Linked DNA regions of Oncorhynchus mykiss: region 1 is linked to region 2. The links are chromatin contacts, called in public Hi-C maps. All regions are on one chromosome and are shown on one strand. The core of a region is the stretch at or near the end of the contact, and the rest is flanking DNA. Distances in the headings are between cores, read along the strand shown. Region 1 overlaps cep131 (centrosomal protein of 131 kDa). Region 2 overlaps LOC110502786 (alpha-N-acetylgalactosaminide alpha-2,6-sialyltransferase 2).

Evidence for each region. A called contact is a pair of places that touch in the nucleus more often than the background predicts.
Region 1: a contact with region 2 is called in a Hi-C map of blood, with 7 times the contacts expected there. The contact joins two enhancer-like sites. A contact is called at or near these places in 3 of 3 Hi-C or Micro-C datasets (blood and liver).

The regions. Positions count from the first base shown.
Region 1 is chr23:42,512,545-42,515,303 of USDA_OmykA_1.1, reverse strand. cep131 (centrosomal protein of 131 kDa) reads left to right here. Exons shown (of 26, transcript XM_021581059.2): 17 at 483-585; 18 at 894-1,095. Among protein-coding and RNA genes, the nearest start is that of LOC110502786, 18 kb to the right of the region's middle. Within about 2 kb of position 1,418, at least 5 of the 11 cell types and tissues checked have an H3K27ac peak or open chromatin away from gene starts, as enhancers often do.
Region 2 is chr23:42,475,552-42,478,674 of USDA_OmykA_1.1, reverse strand. LOC110502786 (alpha-N-acetylgalactosaminide alpha-2,6-sialyltransferase 2) reads left to right here. Exons shown (of 10, transcript XM_021581060.2): 10 at 1-1,261. The coding sequence ends at 158. Among protein-coding and RNA genes, the nearest start is that of LOC110502786, 19 kb to the left of the region's middle. Within about 2 kb of position 1,799, at least 3 of the 11 cell types and tissues checked have an H3K27ac peak or open chromatin away from gene starts, as enhancers often do.

The sequences.
Region 1 (2,759 bases), core at 169-2,668, 37 kb before region 2:
CGGTACAGTCTGCCTCTGTTTGTCTGTAGACTTGGTGTTGTAACAGTTTTTAAACCCCTGTCCTAGGCAGCTGACTAACCTTACACCATGTGTTCTCTCAGCCCTTGTCTGTTTGTCTTCGCCCATTAAAACACTTAAACCCTATTCTTTCATACCATTTCCCTCATGTGGAATGTAGCCTCTCAAACCATTCCTGTTTGCATATCAATACCAATGATGTATATAAACATTTTAATATGAATATATGTATGTCTATGATCACTACACTCTCATCTATTCTTGGTCACCTGGGATGTAGCCTAATCTTTTGCCTACAGAAATTACCCTTGATGGTTTTTTGAGGCACCTTTTGTCATGGAAGATGTGACAGACATGGTGTCGCTACCGTGTCCCTCCCAGTCACTGTAGTAACTTCTTTCCAAAGGAAGATTTACTTTTTGACATTCAACCCTAACCTCTAACCCGCCCCTCTTCATCCTCAGGAGATCAAGAAGCTGAAAGAGTTGATGAGTGCCACAGAGAAGGTCCGCAGGGAGAAGTGGATCGACGAGAAGACCAAGAAGATAAAAGAGATCACTGTGAAAGGTGAGAGGAGGGCCTCATTTGAAGCTGCCTCGAAGGCAGGAGCTAGGATCTGCTTACCCTACGCTAACCTCCACTAAATCCTATTAGGGAGAAAAATACCCAAGTTCAGTGTCTAGGGTCAACTTAATTTCACTTCTGAGAAGTACATGCATAGAGCTCAAATGTTTATCTCTTCACAATTACAATAATTACTTTGTTTGCAGTGTAACAATTCTGCTGTGATTATTTCTGTGTTAACTGATGTTTCTCTTTCTCTCCTCTCTCTCTTGTACTTTTCGTTCTTGTTCTTCCTCTTTGCTTTGTGCCAGGTCTGGAGCCAGAGATCCAGAAGCTGATCTGTAAACACAAGCAAGAGCTGAAAAAGCTGCGGGTCCTTCATGAGGCTGAGCTGCTGCAGGCAGACGAGAGGGCAGCCCAACGCTATGTTTGCCAGACTGAAGAGCTACGACAACAGTTGGAGAGAGACCGGGACGAGCAGTGTCAGAGAGAGAGGGAACTGGCCAAGCAGAGGTTTGTATGCACACCATATATGCACGCACGTGAGCTCACACACATTCACACTACGATAACACTGGCAGTGTAAAGGCAAGACATGAAATCCCAAATAATGGACAGGAAGTAGGTTTATAAGTAATGTATCACCAAACCTCCCATATAGATAGATACTTAACCAATGTGGTTGTCTTTCAGAAGCTGAATTCATTAGAGTACGTGTGGTGGAGAGATGTCTTTCTTTGTGAGCGCCCGCGTGTGCATGCTGCCTGTGTGTGAGCGCGTTGTACAGATGGCCTTATTTCCACCAGTCTGTTCTTTCCCACATGTCCTAGTGTCGTTTTGTGGAGCTGCTGTGTGGTGTGGTCACACTGCCTGCTCTGTAGTGATAAGAGTGAAGGACTGGATAACAATGAAAGCGCCAGGAAGGCCGTGCTTGAGTCCTAAATGGCACCCTATATAGTGCACTCCTTCTGACCTAATCAAAAGTCGTGCGGAATAGGGAATAGCCATTTGGGATGTAGGCCAGTGACTGACCCCATTTTCAAATCAAGTAACCCCATCAGGAAACCCCACAAACCTAACCATTAGAAAACTTAAATTCGATTTAAATAAGCATTAGGTAGCAAATTAGCAACAAAATTCGACACGATCATTGACCTTCATACAAAAATTCCTCACTTTGTAGACAGATTCGTCACTTCCTCACTCTTTACCGTTTCCTCTCTGCCGCCATTCCACCCATTATAACATAATTGACCTGAATGGGGACACCCATTTTATTCATTATTTATATCGCTGTCAGGAGGGGAGGTGAAAATGTGTATTTTAATGGTTATTACGTTGACTGTGGTCATTTGGCTGGTCAATTACCGCCATCCAAAATTCCATGACCGTCACAACCCAATTGGAGCGTATCATTGATTAAAGTTCCCCTCCAGAGGATGTTGCTGCCACTATTTTGACCTAATTCCTGTCCTAGTGCGGAAATGCTTGTTTAGTTCCACCTGCCAAACTATTATGTATGGCTCCTTAAAAATATTGATTAATATGACATGCACATCTCCAACTTCCTCCATGTGCGCAGCCCACACTTTCTCTTGCACAGCACTCTGCAATTTGTAAACAAACCAAACGCCAAGGTCAGGGTAGCTTAGCTAATAGATAGCTAATCAAAGATTAATACAGAATTTACTGGAGTTTTACCGGCGATGCTAGATACTAGCTAACCTATTCCCTTGACCAATAAAACTAGCTAGCCAGGTAGCAAGCTACCGGTAACTTAACAACTGTGAATAATTGGTTCCAAAGTTGTTTCAAGCGCAAGAGTACCTTTAACTATGCTAGCTACCATTCAACTGTTTCTCTGATAAACGAATTATCTGAAAACGGTGCAGTTGCGTTAGTACTGGTAAAGAAGTGATTTACTCACTGAGATATATATGAACTTTGCTACTTCATATGGGTTAGCTTCACCGTACAGTTACCTATACTATAGCTAGCTAGCTTGTTAGTGTCCCATAGGACTACACTTGCTGCTACTGTAGCACTGCCGTGTTGCACCTGTGTTGACATTTCACCTATCCATGTCTTCATCCACTTTTGATGTCACTAGCTAGCTATCCAGCTAATGTTAGCTAGGTGATGCTAGCCATAAAGATAGCTCCTAATAAGTTGTTTGG
Region 2 (3,123 bases), core at 550-3,049:
GCTTCATGACTCCAGACTATAAAAACTACTCTGACCACTACTATGACAGTAGATATCACCCTGTGGCTTTCTTCATCAACCATGACCTGAAGATGGAGATGACACTGTGGCAGCAGCTCCACCAGGCAGGACTCATCACGCTCTACATGCACCAGTGATCTCAGGAACTAACTCACTCCAGGTCACTATGGCAACGACCACATTAATGACATACGTCTATGGTAATGACTATGTGTCCACCACTGGCTCCCAAGGTTTGCCAACCCCCAGTAAACTAACTTACTGTTAGTTGCAACTACAAGATTTATAGAAAAATTACTCCACGTCTGACTTCGTCATTGCCTGCCATGTTGGAGGTTAGCCAATACTTCTGAGAAAATGGTCTCCATGGAGATGGGCTTGAGAAGTCTCTAAAAGGGTGGAGGCAGGTGGCCAGTCATAGACTGTTGCTGACACTTGCTGAGTTACCAGGAAAACTGACAGATTCTTTTCATTCTGGGAAAAGATTGTTTTAGACTGTGCAGCTGAAGATTTTATCAATGGCCCTGATTTTGGACATATTTTACCAAATAATATTTATTAGCCTTTTAATTTTTTTATTGTTTAATATTACCCCCTTTTCTCCCCAATTCTGTGGTATCCAATTGTTAGTAGTTTCTATCTTGTCTCATCGCTACAACTCCCATACGGGCTCTGGAGAGACGAAGGTCGAAAGCCATGCGTCCTCCAAAACACAACCCAACCAAGCCGCACTGCTTCTTAACACAGCGCTCATCCAACCCGGGAGCCAGCCGCACCAATGTGTCGGAGGAAACACCGTGCACCTCGCGACCTGGTTAGCGTGCACTACACCCAGCCCGCTACAGGAGGAGAGACAAGGAAATCCCTACTGTCCAAACTCTCCCTAACCCAGACGACGCTAGGCCAATTTTGCGTCGCCCTACGGACCTCCCGGTCGCGGCCAGCTGCGACATAGCCTGGGTGCGAACCCAGAGTCTCTGGTGGAACAGCCCTAGACCACTGCGCCACCCGCGAGGCCCCTTTTATTAGCCTTTTTATACTATTTTAAGACCTTTTTTAGTATTTTTAAACCATTTCAGACAATCAGCTTTTGTGGGTCTTAGTCAGACATATGTTTCAAAGATCATACCCCCAAGACATGCTAACCTCCCCTGTTATTGGTAATGGTTAGAAGTTAGATCATACCCCCAAGACATGCTAACCTCCCCTGTTATTGGTAATGGTTAGAAGTTAGATCATACCCCCAAGACATGCTAACCTCCCCTGTTATTGGTAATGGTTAGAAGTTAGATCATACCCCCAAGACATGCTAACCTCCCCTGTTATTGGTAATGGTTAGAAGTTAGATCATACCCCCAAGACATGCTAACCTCCCCTGTTATTGGTAATGGTGAGAGGTTAGATCATACCCCCAAGACATGCTAACCTCCCCTGTTATTGGTAATGGTTAGAGGTTAGATCATACCCCCAAGACATGCTAACCTCTTCTGTTATTGGTAATGGTGAGAGGTTAGATCATACCCCCAAGACATGCTAACCTCCCCTGTTATTGGTAATGGTGAGAGGTTAGCATGTATGATCTGTGACCCTCCCTCTACCGTTCTCACTCCTCATTATTCACAATTCATTCAGGATTTTCTGTAATCATGGCAGCATCCACATGAATGTAGAAGTGTTTAGAAACATATGCTATTCTTATTTATAATAAAAGTGACTCTATTGGGCACAAAATAATCTGAAACACTACCAAACTAACTGCAAATGCATCCAACAAGTTTGTAGAGTCACAAGCTTGATGTCGTCATGGGACCAAATATTCAACTTTTACCACTTTATTTATCAGAATCTTTAGGGTTGTCAATAACCACTACCTTTTTGAGAGATAAAAAGTATTACTTGTTAAACAAAATCTGAGCAATTGTAAATATAAAATATAATTCCCCCATTTTTTTGCATTCATTATAGATCCGTATTTTAATTATTTATTTTGCACAGTCGTTATTGCTTATCTTTTTTTAAGGGTGTCAGTAATTTCGGACCCCACTGTATGTTGACAAGAGATAGGGCTGTTGCTGCTGGGCGGGCCACCTACTTAAAATACCCACTACCCTCGCTCACTGCCCTAAATTCTTTCGCACAGCACTGCCGGCAGTAGTCATGGTCTATTCTGATAAGTAGTCAGATAATTTTGACATGATATTACTATGTTTCTGTGTGGAGTCAGTGTAGTAGTGGGTCAACAGACAACTCAAGTGTTTGACCAAAGCAAAGTTAAGGGGAGAAGATAACAGATTATTTTTTTTTAAATCAAAAAGTAAATTTTTTATTAAATATGTTTTTAAAATGTATTTTACTTTCATACATGTTTCCTTATTAATATGAGAGAGCAATGCTACATAGACAAGAACTGTATTTTTTTTCAAACTACCACCAGTGTGTTCCTTAATGTGAATCTCAATCTTTTGTCTGCAAAATGAGTTGTTGTTGGGGTAACTGGGGAAACTATTTGAAGTGAAGGAAGATGTTTCCACAACAACTCCAAAAGGACACTTTGTCAGTGGCCTTTTTCTCCGGGCACACGCTCCCAGAACATGAATGGATGTTTCCAAGGATCTCTTGGAGAATTGGAGTATGTGTGGCTGGACTAGACAATAGAGCACCTGGACTCTTCTCAAAGCTAGCTCAGGGCTGGATTCGTTAGGCACCAACCAGAAGAAAATTGACTGAAAAAAGGAAGGACTACTTAAACTCCTCCAATAAGAAACATTTCTTTTAGTTTTCCGTTGCAAAACATTTTGCTATGCTGTACCCTAATGAGCATGACCCAGAATGAATAGTGACAATAGTCACAGAAGTATCATTGTTTCTGCTGAATATTGATGCCTGATGAATGAGGTCATTCAGGACCTGAGAAGAACATTAGATGAATCTGGTCACTGTGACCATAGAGATTGATCTCTGACTGAGACTTTGCATGGTCACCTCCACATGGGAAGTGGACATGTATGTGGAAAATGGTAACACCTACCAAGGCTCACTCAAAATGTGCACAAAATATATGTGGTGCAGGGTAAAGAAACCAAAGACCCTACAACAGAATCA